Linked DNA regions of Mus musculus: region 2 is linked to region 1. A link is a contact called in public HiChIP or PLAC-seq data. All regions are on one chromosome and are shown on one strand. The core of a region is the stretch at or near the end of the contact, and the rest is flanking DNA. Distances in the headings are between cores, read along the strand shown. Region 1 has its middle 78 kb from the start of Gm40816. Region 2 overlaps B3gnt2 (UDP-GlcNAc:betaGal beta-1,3-N-acetylglucosaminyltransferase 2).

The links. HiChIP or PLAC-seq counts read pairs in DNA pulled down with a chosen protein or histone mark.
Region 2: a contact with region 1 is called in an HNF4G HiChIP or PLAC-seq map of pancreatic cancer cells. The contact joins two enhancer-like sites. A contact is called at or near these places in 7 of 39 promoter capture datasets (the 3T3-L1 cell line, 3T3-L1-derived adipocytes, the C10 cell line and 4 more), 5 of 484 Hi-C or Micro-C datasets (cortical neurons, nephron progenitors, reprogramming fibroblasts and 1 more), 8 of 115 datasets of contacts at active chromatin or transcription factors (the SCID.adh cell line, bone marrow-derived macrophages, craniofacial prominence and 2 more) and 1 of 9 other capture datasets (pancreatic islet).

Annotation. Positions count from the first base shown.
Region 1 is chr11:22,728,413-22,735,660 of GRCm38.p6, forward strand. No RefSeq gene overlaps it. Among named protein-coding and RNA genes, the nearest start is that of Gm40816, 78 kb to the left of the region's middle. Within about 2 kb of position 4,684, at least 33 of the 459 cell types and tissues checked have an H3K27ac peak or open chromatin away from gene starts, as enhancers often do. A contact at or near this core is called in pancreatic cancer cells, where this site is marked.
Region 2 is chr11:22,845,684-22,852,379 of GRCm38.p6, forward strand. The region is part of intron 1 of B3gnt2 (UDP-GlcNAc:betaGal beta-1,3-N-acetylglucosaminyltransferase 2); the gene reads right to left. Among named protein-coding and RNA genes, the nearest start is that of B3gnt2, 11 kb to the right of the region's middle. Within about 2 kb of position 1,883, at least 102 of the 459 cell types and tissues checked have an H3K27ac peak or open chromatin away from gene starts, as enhancers often do. A contact at or near this core is called in pancreatic cancer cells, where this site is marked.

The DNA.
Region 1 (7,248 bases), core at 3,434-5,933:
TGATATGCCCTAATGCAGGGGAATGCCAAGGCCAGGAAGTGGGAGTGGGTGGTTTGGGGAGCAGGACAGGGGGAGGGTATAAGGGACTTTTGGGATAGCATTTGAATTGTAAATGAAGAAAATATCTAATAAAAATTTGTTTAAAGAAAAAAAAAAGAAAAAAGGATTGGACAAAAGATCTTTGGCCCACACCCATTGTGGGATACACAGTTGTCGTGGAAACTGGCATAGAGCTAGTGATGAACTCTGTCTGTGCCAGTGTCTTATATAAAGCCAGCAGCTGTTCTAAGACTGTATACTGAGCTTCCAAACCTTTCCATGACTGGGACCCAAACCCTATCATGACTGGCTCCTCCAATTGTCATTGCCATAGGCCCCAACCATAATCCTTAGGTCTTCTTATGACTTACAGTAACAAGGGACATTGGGATATTAGGACACACAGATGTTTAGCATGTTCTATGAGTATCTTGGCTTTCTCAAAGGCCTCTTAGGCCTTTCCATCTGAGCTGGCTAGTTTTATGTCAACTTGACATAAGCTACAGTCACTGGAGAGGATGGAGCCTCAGAAGAGAAAATGCCTCCATACGATCCAGGTATAGAGCTGTAGGGCATTTTCTTAGTGGCCAATGGGGAAGGGCCCAGCCCATTGTGTGTGGAGCCATTCCTGGGATGGTGGTCCTGGGTTCTATAAGAAAGCAGGCTGAGCAAGCCATGGGCAGCAAGTCAGCAAGCAACACCCCTCGGTGGCCTCTGCATCAGCTCCTGATTCCAGGTTCCTGCCTTGTTTGAGTTCCTGTTCTGGCTTCCTTCAGTGATGCACTAAAATGTGGAAGTGTAAGTCAGATAAATAAACCCTTTTGTCCCAACTCAGTTTTGGTCATGATGTTTTATCATGAACCATAGGACACTATGCTAATCGCACATAGCACCCCTTTTTATCAGATTATACAGAGGACAAATGACATGGTCAAGGGGAGGTACAAACATTTGTCAGTATCCCCAAGAATGCCTATAATTACATTTACCTACACATAGTGTTGAAAGATACTTTTTCACAGCCTTGTAGAGCCTCATGAATGGTCTACCTGACCACAATATTCCCAAAACTTTTACCATAATGCCAGACCTCTATACCTTATGGGAATTGATTTCCCATCCATATCCCCTCATGTTCACTTATAATTCTCCAATGAGCTTTCAAATCGGTAGAGCACTCAGAAGCCAGCAACATATCATCTATATAGTGAAACCTCTTTGTGGAGAATGGGCAGTGTAATAGAGCCAGGTCCTGGGCTACCATCCCATGACAAATGGTGGGGCTGTGAAGATAACCTTGGGAAAATACTCTGAAAGTCTATTGCTGCCCATTCCATGAAAATGCAAACTGGCCTGAGGATTCAGTGGCAAGGTCCACAGCCAAAAAGACATTTGTTTTGCACAGCCATTCAGTTAGAGGAAAATGTTAGATACAACGCATAAATGGGAGGCACACTTCCTTCTTTACTTCAAAGTCATTCTCTAAGAACCATCTAGCTTCTTTATTGGCCACATAGGACTGCTGAGGGGGCTCTGGGCTAGGCAGAAAGATCCCTACCTTTCTAGCTCCTTGATGGTTTCTGTAATTTTGTCCTGACTCCTAGGTAGCCAACTGTTTTGAGACTTGCCACCCTTCATGTGGTAGGTAAGCTATGGCTTCACGCCTCATCTACACCTACGGAGTTGCCTTTATCACTTGCAATTTCAGCCAGAACTGCATGGCAGTAGTCAGCAGGATGTATCCTATAGTAGAACATCCATCCCCAGATTGTTCTCTCAGGAGAGTGTAGGCTTAGATTTTTTAAAACCCACTTTAATAAGGGTTCTGTAAGGCTGTAACCTCCCAAGGTAGGGGAGGAAGATGGCTAATAAGACAAGGGGGTTGTGGACCCGTATAGAAGTACTTATTTGGGGCAATTCCAGTCTTCATTGTCAGTAGTCCAGTCCCCTAGGAAAACAACAAACATGAATCAGTAACAGCAGCTTGAGCCAGAAGAAACCACAAGGCTCTGTAGATCAACACAAGTCCTCAGAAGTGGCAAGAAGCAGCCAGAACACCATCAGAAGGTCTTTGGTGCAATTCTCTCTATAAAGACACGACAAGCAAAGACCAGCAAGGGAAGCAAGATGAACAAATGCAAGAGTGTTGTTGCCATGCACTCTGGTCGAGTCAGCTTGACAGGCCGAGAGGCCTAAAAGCCACTCATGAGACAGAGAGTTTCACGTAAACTCACTCCTGGAGTCTGGCGTTCTCTTTAACCCATATACTCATGTTCTATTCCCGCATTAGTCTGGTGTATGGATCCACGTGCTCTCTTTTAGTATTATCTTATTATAAGTGCCTTTTAAGATTGAATTCTGACATAGCTAAGCCTTCACCAGTGTTCCAATGTCCTAGAAAGTCCTTGAGCAGACCATGGGCTTGGAATTCAGGAGGAATGTTGCCTATTCAGTGACATTCAGAATTGCCTCTGGTATTACACTATCACTTTGAATAAAAGCTAGGTCACTGCCCTACACAGGAATTTACCATCATCTAGGAAGAAGGAAGTTTCAGACCTAAGGAGAAACCAGAGTAGATACTTAGAATTATCGATAGCTGAGTTACACCCATACATATTTACAATGGCCTAAGGGAAAGGTGGACTATACGATAGACTAAAATAGGAACTATGGCAAGGGCACGAAGCCCTTGACCCTGGCTTCTAAGATCAAGTGAATCTTAGGTGGAACTCTTGTTGATCTCAGTTGTTAACAATGAATTCTATCCCAGGTGGTTCCTGTTAGACCTTCTGTGTTTGCATTCCTCTGTTTTATGTAAGAATCCAGTAACCTCTTTGTACCTTGTGAGTGTGTCACCCAACTTCCTTATTGTCTTCTGTATAAAAAGTTTGATGTTCGATTTGACAAATTACATTCAGATTCTACACAACCTCTCCTGTGTGCATCTGTCTGTCATCTCATCCAATGCTTTGCCCACCTGCGACTAGAGACCCATTCCATGCAGACAAAGGGATCCAGAGGGTCTGCGGCATGTTGTCAGCCAAGACAAGACTTAGTAAAGGCCAGTGAAGACCAGCAAAGAGTTACAAGGTGAACCAATGCCAGAGCATAGTCCACTGTCTGATGGGTTATACTTATACTTACACTCTTTCCAAACCTAACACATCCTCTCAAGCATCCACTCCAGCGAAACATCACATGCCCTCTCACCAGACAACTTCCAGAAAAATACCACATGTCTTTTCTCAGCAAAACATCCTCTCACATATCTGCTTCAGTAAAACATCCTCTCATGGAAGCTGAAGAGGTGTCTCAGTGGTTAAGAGCACTGACTGCTCTTCCAAAGGTCTTGAGCTCAAATCCCAGCAGCCACATGGTAGCTCACAACCATCCATATTGAGATCTGATGCCCTCTTCTGGTATGTCTGAAGACAGTTAAAGTGTACTTACATATAATAATAAATAAATCTTTTTGTAAAAAAAAAAATCCTCTCATAAGACAGCTTCCAGAAAAAAATCACATGACACAACTGAGTATCCAAAGAAACCAGAAATTCCCTCATTCCCACTTCAGGAGAGATGCACACATTTTACTTCTGGGGGAGCATAATTACCCACCCACCCACAGAATGAGTTTAGTTGTTCCTGTAGTTCTACTTGGATTCATGGCAGGGGCAGTACAGAGAGGGTAATGAGACCTGTAACTAAGGTGAGTCCACCTAAACACCTGTTTTCCTCACAATACCTATACACTGTCACTCACTGGCCCTAGTGCTTTGGGGGCTTACTGTGAACCAGTCCACTCCAGTGTCCCCAGAGACTGCAGATTGGGGGGAACTGTCTTAATTACTGTTCTATTGCTATGAAGAAACACCATGGCCAAGGCAATTCTTAGGAAGCATTTATTTGGAGAATTGCTTATGGTTTCAGAGGATTAGTCCATTTTCACCAAAGGCAGGAAGAAGGCAGGCATGGTACTGAGACAGCAGCTGGAAGCTTTACATCCTGACCTTTAGGCATCAGGCCTGAAAGCTCAAAACCAACCCCACCCCCCACCCCCACTCCACCCCCAGTGATACACTTCTGCCATCAAAGCCATACCACCTAATCCATCTTCTCCTTCTCAGTTGCACTCCCTGGAGATTAAGCATTCAACTGTATGAGCCTATTGAGGCCACTCTCATTCAAACCACATTCAATTTAATCAACATGAGGCTTCTAGTGGCCGTGTATGGTACTCACCTGTAGGTCACCTTGCCACCCCTTCCGGGGATAACTAGGAGAGTTCCCATCCTGAGGACCTTCTTCCTCTGTACCAGGTAGTGCAGTGAAAATCACCTGCACCTCACAGTTGCCTGCTCCATATACTGCTATGCTGAATGCTTGCCTGGCCTTAAAGCTCTCCACAGGCCCAGAAACCCAGTGTTTGGCTACCCATCAGCTCTGTCCTTAGAGGCTCCAGCTCTGCACAAGTCCATCCAAATCCATCCAAAACTCTTTCTCCTGTCTCTTGCCTCTCACTTTCTCCTACTGGTGGTCTTAGCACCTCTCAAGTCTAGTTTACAAGCCTAAGTGCTCATCTAAGTCAGTAGGCCTGCCAAAACCTCGCCCACTTTGTACAGGTCATGCCTTAACACCAAGACTGCATACCAGGCTGTGTCCGTGCTGAGTCATTTCTTTCTTAAGTCTCCCATAGACACAGTCCTGTCTGGGCTTCCTACATGCCCAGTTCCCTCAGGAGTATCCACTCTGGTATTGTTTTTAGAGCTGGATTTTCACGGGGACCTCAACTGAAGATTACCCTCTGTCCCTAATTGCTCCGGTGAGCCAATCCATCAGAGACTGATTTCTCTCATATTGTCTTAACTGGTGATGCCTTTGTCTCAAGGAGGGATAGATAGATGGTTGTATTGCTCAGTGCTGCTTCTGCTGTCTCAAGCTGATCCCATTGGCCCCCATGCCCTGAAGCTTCATAAGCTAAATGGCAAAGGGTTCCTTCATTGCTAGAAAGTCTCCCTGATTCCAGCAACTCTAGCGCTGAATGCTTTCTCATTACCAAATACTCTCCTACACTGTACCATTGCTAAAAGCTGAGTCATAGACTTTTTTCCCCCTTTCTCTGTATTAGAGGTTGGACTTTAGGGCTTCCTCTGCCATTTCGAGTTCACTTTCTTTCTCATTGCTACCTAATCCCTGTCGTGGGCTCCAAGTTTTGGATTCAGGGGTGGTTCTATTTTACCAATCTAATGTAGAGGGAGGTGTTGCTTCCCTGATTGGTTCTTGATTGTGTCAATAAAAAAGGCAAAAGCCGAATGCTAGGCAAAAGGAAAAAGGTGGGACTTCCAGGTCCCAAGAGGAAGCAAAGGGATGCAGGAAAAGAGGAGGTTCTTCAGACCAGGCTTAGGGATGAGCTGGAAGCAGCAGACATGTGAGGTCTTTGGGTACCTAGAGTTTGTAGCTTCCGTGGGGTTCAAGGAGATGGTGGGAGCTAGCTGATAAGATTAGGGCAGGAAACTCTTTGCCTAACCATTGAGCTATCTGGCTAATTCTAAAATAATATAACTGTTTACTATTTTTCATCTGCAGAACTAAGGTGGGCAGGAGGAGAAAGAGGGCAGCCGAGCGGTTGTGGTTGTTTGGCAAAGCTAGCCGTGAGGAATGGGCAAATTGGAAGTGAGCCCTGCAGCAGCTGATCTTGGAGCTAAACCGGGAGCAGACGGAGTCAGGCCCAGCTCTCAAGAAGAAGGTAGTGTGAGCTGGTGGGAATGTGATCTCAGAACTAAGCCAAGAGTGTGGTGGTCCTGAGCAAAGGAGCAAACATACATTTTTAAAATTACACACAACAGTCAAATCTGAGTTGTCTTCCCGTTTTGGTGCCCTACCAACAGAAAAAGTCAGACCATCACCTCCATTTCCCCCCGCCACACACACACACACACACACACACACACACACACACCTTTTTTTTATCCAATTGATCTGCTACATATGAGGCCAACACAGAGAAGCCAGGTGCCACCCCAGCTTTGGATAGATCTTTTGTTACCCACAGTAGTGATTAGGCGGATTCTGCAACTGCTTGCTGGTACCTCTGCCCTAGTGTACTACTCCCAGGACCTGTATTGTTCTCTAGACCTTAGGCTGTTCTCAAAGCATCTCTACATCCTCCCGTTGGCTCCTTTCATCATACATCTGTGCCACCTCATACCACCTAGAAGACAACTGCATCCTGGGACTTCCCACACAGCCATCCCTGTTTAGGTGACCTCACCTTACTCACAGGTCTCACTGCCCAGGCCTCTGACACTACTCCCACTGTTGCTGTATAGGAACAAACCACCATGTAAAAATTTCCTCTTCAAATACTCAACCCCCAACCCCACATGGTACTTCACTTCAGCTGTTTGTCTCATTCTCCCTATCAGGGTCAACACCATTGCTCGTCCCAAACCCATCCATGGTTTTATCTAACTCTGCTGGCTAGGATTAGACAAGTATTGTTACAATCTCTTCCCTGGGTAATGATGTCTTTTCCCCCCTCTCTAAAATGCCAACAGCAAACCAAAAAACAGTACCGTTGAAGTTCACCCTGGGGCACCAATGAGTTTATTGAGCTGAGTTGCAGAGCATAGGTGAGAGGTTTCCTAAATAAGTGTTGTTATGCCCCGATTCCTCAGGAAAACCCAGAAGAACTTAAGAACTTCGAAGTCCACTGCAATTTGCATAAGAGTCCTTTATTACAAGACTTGACTAGAATCGATAACCTTCCCACAGAGTAGGCAAGGAGTGTGACCATGAGCTCAGGTGTCTTGGCACTTATATACAGTGTAGTTAGAAAGTCCTTGAATGCTTAGGGTGAAGGGGAGGGAAGGCAGGTGAGGTAAGTCATGACTCAGACATGATATCATTTGGTGGGGCAGAATCCCGAGGCTGGGAGGGGGATTAAAGACTGTCCTTTGTGGGGCTATCAGGAACTAGTTTTATGGCCGGCCATAACTGTCTGTGACCTCTGATTACCTCTTTTCTGTGATTTAAGCGTGGGACCCTAATCTCCTTTCTTCAAGGATATGCACCTTGAAGGCCAGGAGGGTGCTGGCCTTGGTGCCACTGAAGCTGAGCAGTTTTTGTCATTTGTCTTACTCAGGCTGGCACCCGTGACTCCTTGAGTCCTCTCAGAGCAGCCAGGGAGGTGGTAAGTACCCCCGA
Region 2 (6,696 bases), core at 633-3,132, 110 kb after region 1:
TGTATGTATCCTCACAGGACATCTTCCCACAGGACTCCTGGAGCTGAAGCTCAGGGCCCCCATGGAACACGAGCTCACCCTCATATCCTGTCAGCGAGGCCTACACATAGGCATCTGACAAAGTCACTGAAAGCAGTGAAGATAAAGTAGAAGCTAGACCAATAAATACATATAACCTTTTCCTGAAAAAAAAAATGGGAAAGTCACTTACGCTGGTGACTGTGGGCTGGTGAATTACATATAAGTATTTATATTCCGTAAGTCGGCCTCAACCTATTATTACTGAAGGGAACAGGGAGCATAGACTCTCTGGAGTTCGGGGACCTGAGCTTCAGAAATAGTGATCAGTGTCCATCCTGAGCGGAAATCTCAGAAAACATCACAATATTGTTGGAGCCAGGAACTGACAGGCCTTCCCTCTTCAGGAGAATTCTAAGTTACTACAGGGACCAGACCAGTGCAGCTCAGGGCACAGCTGCTTAGATGGCTTTCTCACTGGGGGGGGAGAAGGGCTGTGCCTGGCGTCAAGGAGCTCGAGAAAAGCAACCCCACCCGTTTACAATTCATAGACAAGAGCCCAAGAAAGAAAACCTCTTTATCCTACCAGCAGAACAGAAACCTTCAACCTACAGAGAGTGAAGAGAAATAGCTAACGGCCCAGATCCATTTTCAGAGGTCAGGCAACAGCAGGTGCATCTGCAGCAGAAGTGGTAACCAATGAGCCAGTGCAAGCTGACAGTCTCTGTGCCATCAACCCAAAGGCACCTCTAACCATACTATTGTCCCTTTAACCTGGAGTTAAGGGGAGAGGTCACCAAAGAAGAGCCCCCAGTGAAATAAGCAGAGGCAATTAATGGCACAGCTTTAACTGACAGCAGGGGCCAAGACAGGACCTGAGGGGGTTGTATAGCAGGGCTAATTCTGGAAGTATGGCGAGTGGCAGGGTGCACAAGAACTGGGGTGGGAAGGCAAAGCAGACAGATGGCTCTGGAGCCACCACCACGGGAGTGCATGGGGCTGGTGGATGCAGGGGTTCTCCTAGTTAGAAACTGACTGCTGGTGCTGGGCTGGGCTGCCAGACAGATTACATGTTTTCTTTCACACCTCTGCTTAAAAGTGAAAACAGATAGGCTGCATCACATACAAACAAGAAACAGTCTATGGTGAGTATAAATGCAGTTGGCATGCAGGTACAGTTACAATGTTTCATTGTCTTTGCCCCTGCTTAAAGCATTTGATGCATTACTATCTCTGCCTAGCTCTACCATAGGAATGGTTTCTAACATTTTCCCCTGTAGCATTAGCTGAAAGTGTATACAAAATAAACAGATAAAGATAATTATTACTTTCTTTTTTTTAAAAAAATGCAGTTGGCTTTGGGGTTCACTGAGGCATGTCTTCTGGAAAGCACAGATGGTTTGCCTCCACCAGGCTCTGCTTATCTCCGACTACACAGGACTGTTTCTCTCCTGTCGACCCCTCTAACGGAAAACGTGACAGTGTGCCACCTAACTTTTCCAACCATCTGAATATTTTAGTAAAATGGCAAAGAAGACACATGCTTTCAAAGTCATTTAGCATGGAAGTACTGTGACCTCACCCACCAGAGAGAGGTCAGACTGGCCTCTGCCACTGCATACCCAGAAACACAAGGTCATCCTCTGACCTCCCTCGGACACTCTTCTTCACGCCACCAGAAAAGAACATGTCTTGGTTTTCTCATTTATCATCTTCTCATGGGCTTCTTTCCCGAGTTTCCTACTCTGTCCTTTGCCCAGCACTCTGTCCAGATATTCTCATGTCATTTACCGTTCACAACCAGCTCCCAAGTATAAAGCAATTAAGCTGTGGAGAGCTAATCCCAGTAGGATTGAGCTTTGACCTTTGAACCAGACCTAGAGCCTGTGCTCCTGTGCTGTGTATCACCATCAACATCAAAGAGGACAGAGCACCTCTAATGAAGAGCAGTCTTTAAATCACAGCATTTGTTGACACTTGAAGGGGCATAAAACAATTCTCAGAAAAACCAAGGACTGAGATTTTTATAAAACAAAAGCAAAAAAAAAAAAAAATCAAATTGAGAAAGAAATGACCCATAGCAAATGGTCAACGAGGTACTGAAGCAATGCTGGTCTGGTAACAAGCACCATTCAGGCCATGGCTGGAATCCCCTGGGTGTTTTATGACTCACGAGTTACTCTTGATTAGTTACTTATTCCCACTACAGAATGAAAGATTGGCAAAGGCTCAAACTAGCCCCGCCACAAACATGTTCATGCAATCCTGTTAGAACTTTTAGCCTTCCACTCCCTCCAGTAGCAGAACCTGACAGAAGGGAACAGTACCACAACCCAGGCTCCCCTGCCCTGCAACCAACCTATCAGAGACAGAAAAGGCAATCGGGTAGAGCACCAGGTACAACTGCACTCAACTGTTCACTCAACAACACACACATGCCTTCCCACGGGATTGCAGCCCAACTGCAGAAGGAAACAGATTTCTAATCCAGGCAACCATATAGATTTCCTTATTTACAGAGGAAAACCAAAGTCCCCAGAGGCAAGGGCCTCACTATGCTGAGGTCACCCACAGGGAGAACCAACATGTCACTGTCAACCTTCAGGGAGAATTATCATTGGTGACAAGGTCTTTTTCCACAGTCTATTAATTCTAGTTCAGTAACAAAGTAAACGAAAAAGCTCCATGAAGTTGAACCTCTTGTTCCCCTCACCCACTTTGGGGCAGCTTTATTACTTCTGCCTTTGGCATCTCCTGCACATTTATCTGACTTATCACTCTCTAACGACATGTGTGACAGGACAACAGAACTCTTATTTCTAATCAGTCTGACACTCCACAGACAACAAAGCTGAGGACAAGAAACTCACAGGGCTCCAGGGGCAGAGGAGGAAGCAGGGGGACAGAAAGGGAAGACTTTTCTGCCGTTTTTTCAGGCTGGGTCTTCAACCAGGGGTCGTGAATTTCCTACACAGGGGCAATTTCCTCAAGGGCAACCCTGAGGTCCTGGTCCTCATGACTTACCTCCCAAGTGTGCTGAGGTAGCAAGCAGGTGCAGCCAACCACGCCCAGCTTTTAGGGAAGCTTCCGCTTTCTGATCAAGTCTCTAACAGTGCTTGCGACAATCATCCTTGGATAGATTCATACATGAGCCACCATTTCTCCTCTAGTCCTTGGCTGGCTACTTGCCAGTTCTTTTACGGTGAGTTTTGTCAAAAACCTTTTCTCCTTAATACCCCACTTGCTAATACTAGGACAACATTACCCAGTACCATCCTCAAGACAGTGGAGCTACCTGAGAACACTCTCAGGAAACAGTCACAACTAAGTAGGTCTATAAACAAACACAGGCCCAAGGGATGGGGAAAGGGAGGAAGAAGGCAATTAAAAATTAATAAAAATGCACAAACATAGATTACAGTACTGGACTAGAAACAGAATCCCATTATATAAAGGGTGTAATTGCTTCTGGAAATAAGCAGGCCACTGATCTTGGCTTGGTAATCTTGGTGTAAAGGTAGGCTGGGGGCTGGGTACCCATTTCTATAGATTCATACAGTAAAAGCCAGTTAAAACAGTTAGAAGACAAACTTTAAGTAACTATTAGAATGATCATGACCATAGTGTGCTCCAAGGGCTCTGATGTCCTCTTTAACCCCTAGGAGCAAATGTGTATGTATGTACGTACACACACACACACACACACACACACACACACACTTACTTAAAAGTAAATCTTCTAAAAAATTTCAATTAAGGGATAGAGAGATGGTTCAGTGGTTAAGAACACTGGCTGTTCTTCTAAGAACCCAAGTTCAGTTCCCAGCATCTCATGAGAGGCTTAGCTACATTGTATGTACCTTCAGCTCCAGGCCTTCTGGCCTCAATGGGCACACACATATGTGGCACGCACACACACAAAGTAAAAAATTTAAAAATAAAAATTTTAAATCACCTATGTAAAGTTAGACCTGGTGTCATAGTCCTATAATCCCATCACTTGGGGAGTCAGGAGAATCACAAGTATGTATGAAGACATCTGGACTACCCAACAAGACCGCCTTAAAGCAAACACACAAACAACACAAACCTAAGCTATTCTCAGCACATACTCTATGGGCAAACTCTGTCTTTCTCAATTCTAACTAACTATATTTGGTAATTCCTATGCTCTATGAAATAAAGTTCGAGAGTATCTCAAACACCGTGTTTATTTTAAGTAACCTAATAAATTGCTTTGGGAAGTTTCAACTTCTCCGCTGTTAGGACAGAGGCTTCCAGTAACAAATTTTCCCAAAAGAGAACACGTCCTTGATTACTGTGAAGAAGACACCAAGGGAAATAAGAGACCACAGCCTGAGACTCCACAACTCCTAGACTTACTGTATTACAGTCTCTTAAAGGACAGCTACCTGACTCTTCTACAAACAGGCGTGAGAACTGGGAATGTGACCCAGCTAGATGAGTGCTTGCCTAGGCTGCCAGAAGCCCTGGATTTGATCCTTAGCACCACACATGCTTATGGTCGCATTAGGAGTAGAAACTGGAAGAACAGAAGTTCTTCACTACACAGTAGATCCAAGGTCAGTGTGGGTCAAACAAAGCCCTGGGCACGGAAACCACAGCAGAGCCTGGTGGTGCAATGCAGTAGCAGAGCACATGCCTAGAATATCCAGAACTTGGGCTCCACACTTAGCAAGGCAAAACAGACAAAGATAACGGAACTCATTACTTGGTGTGTTAATTTTAGCCCAGATTTTCTTTAGGTAGAAAATTGTAAATAACAAATGGCACTCCTACATCCTCATTGTGCTCCTTCCAGCTGTAGGTCTAATCAAGGGCCCACAGAATGCATAAGCCAGGAAAATGGTTACCAAGTCTCCTCCCTCACTTTAGGGAGAAACTGGCCCCTAAGGCCAGAAACTTGGCTGAGGTTCTGACTTCTGAGAGAAGCAGGAGGCAGCAAGAAGCAGTATGGAGTAGAGGCATGGAGGGAAGACAGTCATCCCATCGAGCACTCTCAGGGACTTGACCCCCCTCCATCCAGAAGTGCTACTGTCAATGCCTTTGACGGGTCTCTTGCTTCTTAGTTCTACCCCATCCATGAAGGGCCAGGCTCAGTCCCTGCTCTCTGTGGGAACTGTACAATCACCTCCTGATTCTTAGTGCCCCACACAGAGCAGCCCACCCCTCTAAAAGAAGAGAAGATCTAGTCCCCTCAATGTACCTCTCCTCCCAGGTCTGTTTGCCAAACAGAATGGCTCCAGGAAAGCTGAGACTGGCTCTGAGCCCAGAGAGAGGCAGACTACATGCCACACCTCAAGAGCCCTAAAAGATGGATGCCCCCCTAGCACCCCACCAATAAGAACCAAGTATCACTCTTCCCATGCATCCAGTCGCCTCTGCCCTATGGTAAGAGTCCATCCATCCATCTCCTCCCAGACTATTCCTAGGACATCTGGCTCTGGGGTGACACAAACAAGCCACCCTTTCCCTCAGGCCTCACTTCCAATTCCTCTCTACCCTCTTGGATGTTGTTTAGACTTCAATTTACTGAACAGTATCTGCGGACTGTCTTGGCTACAATTTTAAAATATTTGCACATAGATTTAAAACACATTTACCTTCAAAATAGTAATGTATCTTTCTCTGGCCACTCACCAAGAAAAATTAGTATTCATTCAATATATGGGCACACTGAGGAACTGACTGGAAACCCAGTCTCTTTGAATAAGTAATTCCCATCACCTCAGTACTAAATCCCAGCATGTACTACTATTATAGGAACTAGGGCTGCAGCAATCCACCCTCTAGGGCTGAAGGGATTTATCTGCCTCACCCTACCCAGGACACTTCCCTCTCCCCTCGGCTTAGAGCCTGCAGCAGACAGGATATGGGTAGGGTGGGGCAAGAACAGGATTGCCCGAGGCTTCAACACATTACCGGATTTGAAAATTTCCATTATAAAGAGTTTTTTTTTTTTTCCTTTTTAACAGAAGACCCAACAGAACCTTGAGAACAAAAACTCAAAAGAAAACACTCGGTTAAAAATAGGAGTATATTTTTAGTTAAAAATAGGAGATATTTTAAGTTCATTTGAAGAGAGGTAATTCCTTATGTGGCAAAGAATAGTAAAATGGTTGCCTCTCATTTAAACAAGCAAAGCAAACAAGGTACAACTGGTACCTATCAAGGCCTCAGAAAGATGCCTCTGAAACATGGCTGGGCACTCAGCTTGTGCTACAGAGCCTGCCACACTAGCACAGTGAAGGGCTAGAGTCACATTGTATCTTTAACTTGTGTTACTTTTATTGTATCATTTTCTATTGTTTGGGGTTTTTTTTTTTCTGTTTTTTCTAAATATTTCCCATCTTTGGTTGAATTTTCCACTACAGAGCTCCAAGATTAAGAGGGAAGCATCTGTTTATAAACTCACTTTGATCTTTTTTTGTATTAGACAAATAACTCAAATAATTCGATTTTTAAATGTCACTGGGCTTCCCTTGACAATCTAAGGCCAGACCTAAAGCAGACCTAAAGGATTCATTTAAGGGCACAGGCACTTAAAAGCCAGGGATGGACAAGACAGACGTCTGTCGGTCTGTCTGTCTGTCTGTCTCTCTCTCTCTCTCTCTCTCTCTCTCTCACACACACACACACACACACATGTAGTGCATT